Linked DNA regions of Oryzias latipes: region 2 is linked to region 1. A link is a contact called in public Hi-C data. All regions are on one chromosome and are shown on one strand. Each heading gives the region's core, a stretch centred on a gene start, on an enhancer-like site or on the middle of the called end of the contact. The rest is flanking DNA. Distances are from core to core; before and after follow the strand shown. Region 1 has its middle 30 kb from the start of LOC111948055. Region 2 holds the start of pitx2 (paired like homeodomain 2).

Region 1 (3,928 bases), core at 677-3,176:
CTGATGTGATCCATGTGATCCCATGCATGTTCAGATGATTTGATGCATGAACTGAACATCGATCCATGATCTGGTGATCTGCAGAATCTGATGATGTGATTGATTCGATCTGACGACCCGATTTATCGGATCATAGATCTCATGATCTGATCCGACGATCTCCTTCTGACTAAAGTGCTCAATCGGGTGGAGATGTGCGAGGAGGAGCACCAGAGGACGCTGCGTGACGGCGGTCACGGACGTGGCGTGCACGCGGACTTGCTGGTGCGCGGTAATGAGCATACGTTGAGCTGCTTTCAGTGGCATTTGGAGGGTTAACAGTGCTTATAGGGGAAGCCTTGAAAACAATGAGCCTCCCGTGTGATTTAAAGAATATCCTCGGATTTCAAACTCGGCCTCTTTAAAGTTGTATGTGAAATCCCTTAAAGCCCACCACACCCCAGAGAGGGAAGCTGCTTTCTTTATAGTCTCTGCATTGACTTCACTCCCAATCATGAGTCACCCTCAGAGTGCACCCCCACACCAGCAGCTGCCCACACCCCCATCCACAGTGAGCGGATAAATAAGTAAACAAGCAAACAAACGGAGCAGTTTCTCAGCTTTTAATGGGCCAACAGCGCCTGGCGCCCCGCGCAGACGCTCCACTTCAAATTACTGCTGAAAGAAAGCAGCAGAAGGCGATTAAATCCAGTTAGGCTGATCACTCCAGCCTTGATTAACAGGGTCAAGATGTCTTCTTCCTCTTAAGTCCACTCTGTTCATTTATGCCACTTTAATTACACTGATGAAAAGTGAGCACCCTCCACCCCCTCAGTGTCATCAGTTAGTGGCTTCCTGACAGTTTACACTGGGAAGAATCAGAACAAACTCTGCATCAGATCCTCTGATCAACTGTATCATCTATAGGAGCTGTCTGATCAATGCGGCTGCAGAAAGAACCATCAGCTCCTCAGATGAAGGAGCAACTGTGATGTCCACCCTGATGCCACACTGCTTAGTGAGGAGGTTGGAAGCATACACATCTCCTCGCTGCTCCCTCATCCACCTTTGCAGCCGCATGCGAGCCCACCCTCACCTCTTCAATCCGCTCTTGGATCATTTCAATTTGCATCCCAACTGGCCGAGGGATTCCCCAGCCCTGTTAAAAGGCGGGCTATTTGTTGTGCTCTGTGGTTAATGCCGTGCAGAGCTTTAAATACCCATATCAAATCTGTGAGGCTCAACAGATTCAGTTTTGCAAACCTGTATCGAACAGAGGTTCAATCCGTCAGCTTAGAAGTGTACACTCCTTAAGTTGTGTGATAAGGTAAAACCAATCACTGGATTAGGCTCTCTCTGTCAGCGATGCTGCATTTTCAGCTCCGTTTTGCTTTGCTGGAACGGGATAAGCTGATGGAGTAACATCACAGTGCTTGAAATTTCTTTCTCCAATAAGAATAGACTGTTAATGGATTCTGAAGCCAGAGTGTGATCCTGAATTTGCAGTTGTGGATAATGCATTAGCATTAGCTGTGAAAAGCAGTGGGCATCGGATACCACGAGCAATCGTCTCCGAAAACCACAAATCTGATTGTTTTTATCATGCAAATCCAACCGACTACCCCATAAGATTGATTGTGGTCTTAGAGGAGGATTGGCGTGTTTATTTTCTCAGAGCTCCTCACAAACACGGCTCAGCCGGCAGACGCGCAGCTACACTTCTGCTCGGCATACACTGAATTCATAACTCAACACACGGCGAGTCTCTGGAGTCTGCTGCTTCTTGCGGTTTTCTGTCTTGTTCCAGAGGGTTTTGGGGGAGATGTGGAGCGTTTTGGTACATGGTGAGCTTGAGTGAAAATTCATGGCAGGTACATAAATAACCACGCTCCCAAAGTACAGGCTACAGTTTCAGCTCCTGGTTGGAGGGGAGCTGGGCCGTGTTGAATGACATTTGAGAGGAGCATGGAGCCATCCACAGCCAGCAGAGCACAAACCAAACGTCCTCTCCCTCCCCCTCACACCAAGCTGCGTTTCCACTTCACTCTGCCAACAAGCGGGTTGTCTGGCAGCTGATGCTGGGTCCAACTCGCACTTCAAGGCTGGAGGCATCGTTTGCGGGCAGCCGTGATCCCACTGTCATTTTCTTTCTTCTCTGGTTTTGGTGTGAATGCAGATAGATCGCTGTGGTGATCGGTGATGAAAGCTCTTTGAGTACCTCTGACGACTGCAGTGAGAAAACTCCAGAGACTGCTTATTTTAGTTCCCTTGGCCGCAGATGTGAATGCAGCTGTGCTAACTCTGTGCAGAAAACCGGACTTTCTCCGTTTCACACACAGAAACTCAGACAGTGAATGACTGCAAACCAAAGTGAGTCTGCTCCAGCTGTCACTGTCTGACCACGAGACGTCAGGACACATTTAAGGACATGCAGTTTTGAAAAGGCTTAATGTTGCGCAAAGAGGGAGTTTAATGATTTGCACAGAAACATTTTCAATATTGATATACAGCCTTTTCAGGAACACATTCCTGGAAATATGCAATCTTCTGTGACAAAAACAAGCTTTGAGCTCCAAAAGGGTCTGATAAATGGATAGATCTTAAAAGGACATTCGTGACTTATAGGAAAACTAAGTCATGGATGAAAATGTGACCAAACAAAACCCAGAAAAGTTTAAGAAGGCAGCAAGGCAAAAGAGCAGCATACCCCTCTGAGAGGACAAAGGGGGTTCCAGGGACCTCCTAAAAGCAGGGAAGCAGGATGGAGTTTTGTCAGATCCGTCGGAGAGGAAAACGTTGGTGACAGAGAACATACATGCAGGAGAATGGACTAAAACCTGACACAAAGATGAAAAATTTCATTAGGAAAACTCAAAATGTGACTTATACTTATATGTATTCACAGGTCTTAGTCAAGAAGATCTGGATATAATAAACTGAAATACATTCAGGGTTTTAAATAACAGGAAGGAGTTCAAATGATTACTAATTTAAAGACCGATGAAAATGGTGTTTTTGGTGTTTTTAAAATGTGCTTGTGGCATCTCTCTGATGATGAAGGACACATAAAGAAAATTAAGATTAAAATTGAATTTCTGAGTATTGCTTTACTCAAATTGTTGTAAATCAGGAGCAGAAAAATAGAATAGAATAAAATAGAATGCTTTTTGAAAAAGATTGTAGTTGTTACATAGATAATACACAGGTCACAAGCTCCCTGCTCCTCTCCATTCTGATGCATCCACTTGCAGACAAATCCTTGAAAACTGTGCGACTGGATAGCTCTGGTATTGCTCACCATTTTTTGTTGCACCAGTAATGTTAGGTTGGGGGTGTGAGGGGCTGTAAGCTAAAGGGAGAGCGCAAAAATAGGGTGACAGTAGCTCCGGTGGTTGAGCAGGTTGGCCAATGATTGAAGGATCGGCGGCTCGATTCTCACTCCCACTCCCCCCATTTAATTGTTGCTGTGTCCTTGGGCCAGACACCTCACCCTCCCGGCCTCCACTGGTGTGTAAATGTGTATTAATGTCCCGGTGATGGTCAGAGGGGCCGTAGCCGCGAACTGGCAATCACGCCTCTGTCAGTCTGCTCCAGGGCAGCTTTGGCTACAACAGTAGTTACCATCACCAAGTATGAACGAATAATGGACTCATTGTAAGAACTTTGAGCGTCTGGAATAGTGCAGATAAATACAATCCATTAATATATTTAAAAATAGATGAGAGACATGGGGGCGGGCTTTCTCCTAGAAAACAACACAGATTTTTGCATTTAGGCTGCAAACAGGAAAACAATAATTAAAAGTCCCCCGGAAAGTACTGTGTGTCAATCCAAATGGTAATTTCAAATATTAATATACTCAGTTTGTTTAACCCCTACTGGGAACCATTTTAAAATAAATGAAAAGATGATAGAAGTAGTTCTTTAAAACTTGATGGAATCATGTTTA
Region 2 (3,708 bases), core at 339-2,838, 150 kb after region 1:
CTTTAAAAACGGTGCAGAGGAGCGGGAAGGCCCGGAAGGAATTCATTAAAGTGTGGGGCGGTTGGGAAATGACATCAGGTCTTGTTATTACCCTAAATGAATCACCAATAACCCTCATAGAGTCTCATTTAGTCGGCGCTGATGGGCCGCGGTGACGCACGGCTGCGCCGAGTGAGCGGCCATTGATTAAGAAGAAGAATGGAATGAAAAGTGCGCGCAGGAAGGAGGCTGTGCCACTGCGACATACATGGACATACACACTAAATGTATGACCAAAGCCCATTCGTGAGGAGGAATACACTAATGGAGGAATCTGATGTCTCCTTAATCCCATGTAAAAAGCCCCCTCCCTGTATTGACGGAATTGCTAATTAATGGCCCTCTATGGTGGGGGCCTGTTGCAGCAGTAATCCGCAGAAAGGAGACAAAGCATTAGAAGAAATGAAGAGGGGTTGGAGGAGTGGGGGCAGTAATCCACTTCAGGTTTGCTTTAAGAAAAAAGAAGGAGCAGCAGATTACTGCGTTTTGGAAAAGGTGCGAAATATTGTTAGAGACTTTATGAAAACAATGACGAACCACAGAGGAGCTCACAACGTGACATCTGACAGACACTACATCATCCATCACCGTCTTTACGCACGAGTAAGGATAACTTTGGGTATAAATGCGCATGCACAGAAGGGATTAAAGTTACATAGTTTTTATTGTTGTAATTCAAATTTCAAAATTTTTATTTTAATTTGTTGTGCAAAGACACAGCTCAGATCCTGTGGCTCTAAGCATCTCAGTTGTTAAATTCCGTTTCCTCTATTCGTACATCAGACATTTGTTGGCTAAACATAATAATAATAATAATAATAATAATAATAATAATAATAATAATAGGAAGGATAAAAATAATGACTATAAAGTAAATGATCAACTTTTCGTTCAAACTCACACATTTGTCCTTTTTAAAATTCCTGTCTGTCTTTTCTGGACCAGCGCGCATCTTTCTGAAGTACAGAGAAGGCACGTGCTTTTTCTGACGTGCGTGCACATCTGGGAGAGTCAGCTGTCAGATTGTGGGGCTGCAGAGCTCTGCTGTTGTCCGTGCGCGTGTCTGTACAATGCTCGTGAAGCGGTTTGTGTTGGATTCTCGTGTTGTCACGAACATATACGCACTACGCGCACACGGCTGCATCTGAGAGCAAACTACAGGAGAAACACGGGGGTCCACAGCGCGGCCCAGTCTGTCTTTGCTTAGCCTCGTGACCACCTTATAAAATCTTTGATTTTGATTATATTTGGCTTCGGGCTCGCGGGAGCGCCACGCGGCTCCTCTTTCTTTACATGCGTTTATTTGGCTGAGAAAAACACGCGCGCGCCACGCACAAACACTCCTGCTCTGGTTGGTTGACGAGCCCATCACATCCTCGCGCCTGTCAGAGGGGCGGTAGGAGGGGCAAAGTGCTGACGTGGAGCCAGGGAGAGGGGCGCAGTTGGTCAGGCAACGCGCACAGGCAGCTGCTGAAATGAGAGGTGAGCTTTGGAGTGCGCGCGAGTCTCTGGATCTAATATCGCCTACCTGTCCTTGTCACTCCGACAGTCGAAACAGGTTGCGGCATTCTCCACGGAGGTTATGGAGAACCTCGATGTTCTGTTTTAACGCGACCTGCAGCTCCGCGTGAACCAGAGGAGCTGCGCGCCGTGCGTCATTTGGAGAGCCGAACTGCGCCGTCGCCAGACTTCCTGCCTGTGCGTAAGCGCGTGCGATCGCTACCGATGAACTCTATGAGGAATCCATTAAATACAGAGCAGCCCCACCACCTCCACCTCCCCGGGAACAAACTCACGTCCCCCCAGCACACCGCTCTAGCGATGGCCTCCAGTTTGCAGCCGCTGCAGCGGTCTGCGGATTCCAAACACCGGCTGGAGGTGCAAGCCGTGTCGGACACGTCAAGCCCGGAGTCTGTCGGTAAGAACCGCCCGGTGCCCGGTCCTGATACAAGTCCAGGTCCTGTTCCTGCCCTGGAAGATGTCAAAGAAAAGATGGCTGTCAGCAGCGACAGCGGGGAGCTTTGACGCGCGCGCGCTACTTCATCTTTTAAATCATAGCTCTGGCCTTTGCGGGTGAAGGTGCTCAAATGTTCAAATAAAAATGTAGGGTCTATGATTATAAAAAAATATAATAACAAAGTTTGAAATATAGGAAAATTCCTGAAATCTCAGTAAAATATAATACGGTGATGTTTGTTGATCTATTCTTTCCTCCGTAAATTTCTGTTCGTGTCCTCATGGAACTGTCTGTCCTCACAGAAAAGGAGAAGATCCAAAACAAAAACGACGACTCTTCGGACGACCCCTCCAAGAAGAAGCGGCAGCGGCGGCAGAGGACTCACTTCACCAGCCAGCAGCTGCAGGAGCTGGAGGCCACCTTCCAGAGGAACCGCTATCCCGACATGAGCACCAGGGAGGAGATAGCCGTGTGGACCAACCTGACGGAGGCCCGAGTCCGGGTGAGCTGGTCCCACCGGTACCGACGCTCCTAAATGAAAGAGGGAAATGTGTGGATTTAGGCCCGAATTCAGTCCAAGTAATCCCGACGGATTTATTTATAATTATAGTTTTTAGCTGAAAGACAAATAATCTGATTCTTGTTTAAATAGACACTGAAGGAAAATAAATATTTTTTTCTGCTGCTGGAATGTTGATCTGCAGTCCACAAAATCCCAGCTCCAAGCACATCATGTTACAGCGGTTCAAAGTTTTCCACGCGGATTTTCCGAACAGGATGGTGTTATTTCTGTCCGTCAGCAGCCCGTTAACAATAGAAGCTGCTGTCATCGCTGACAGACCCACGCGCGCTCTGTGTCCGCGTGAAAGAGGCGCAAAGCTGGAATTTTGGCCATTGTCACTGCGGGCTGTGAGATTAGGGTCAGAGTGTTTGTGGGGGAATACACATCCACTCCACGTCAAGATGCTCCTGAGAGGGCTGGGGGTGGGGGGCAATGTGGATTCTGCTCCTATCTCATTAAAAGAGGATTCTCTGCTCAGACGGCCAGAATCTAGCCCGACCCTGCAGCGGGAAAGACGGCTTTATTTAGGGTTTTAATCCTTTCCTTTCTTTCTTTCAGGTTTGGTTCAAGAACAGGCGAGCCAAGTGGAGGAAGAGGGAACGGAACCAGCAGGCCGAACTCTGCAAGAACGGTTTCGGGCCGCAGTTTAACGGACTCATGCAGCCCTACGACGACATGTACCCGAGCTACACGTACAACAACTGGGCCGCCAAGGGCCTGACGTCCGCCTCTCTGTCCACCAAAAGCTTCCCGTTCTTTAACTCCATGAACGTCAACCCGCTGTCCTCGCAGACCATGTTCTCGCCCCCGAACTCCATCTCCTCCATGACCTCCAGCATGGTGCCGGCGGCGGTCACCGGCGTGCCCGGATCCAGCCTCAACAGCCTTAACAACTTGAACAACCTAAGTAACCCGTCCCTCAACTCGGGGGTGCCCACGCCGGCGTGTCCCTACGCGCCTCCGACCCCCCCATACGTGTACAGGGACACTTGTAACTCCAGCCTGGCCAGCCTGAGACTGAAAGCGAAGCAACACTCGAGTTTTGGATACGCCAGCGTGCAGAATCCCGCCACCAACCTGAGCGCCTGCCAGTACGCCGTGGACAGGCCGGTCTAAGCCGGGCCTGCGCTCCCAACGCCCCCCATACCTC

Evidence for each region. Hi-C and Micro-C count contacts between places; a contact is called where the count stands out from the background.
Region 2: a contact with region 1 is called in a Hi-C map of embryo, with 5 times the contacts expected there. The contact joins the promoter of pitx2 here to the enhancer-like site in region 1. A contact is called at or near these places in 5 of 5 Hi-C or Micro-C datasets (embryo, fibroblasts and gastrula embryo).

What each region holds. Positions count from the first base shown.
Region 1 is chr10:3,935,020-3,938,947 of ASM223467v1, forward strand. No RefSeq gene overlaps it. Among protein-coding and RNA genes, the nearest start is that of LOC111948055, 30 kb to the right of the region's middle. Within about 2 kb of position 1,927, at least 1 of the 8 cell types and tissues checked has an H3K27ac peak or open chromatin away from gene starts, as enhancers often do. A contact at or near this core is called in embryo, where this site is marked.
Region 2 is chr10:4,090,025-4,093,732 of ASM223467v1, forward strand. pitx2 (paired like homeodomain 2) reads left to right here and starts at 1,589. Exons shown (of 3, transcript NM_001122916.1): 1 at 1,589-1,957; 2 at 2,299-2,498; 3 at 3,117-3,674. The coding sequence starts at 1,765. The coding sequence ends at 3,674.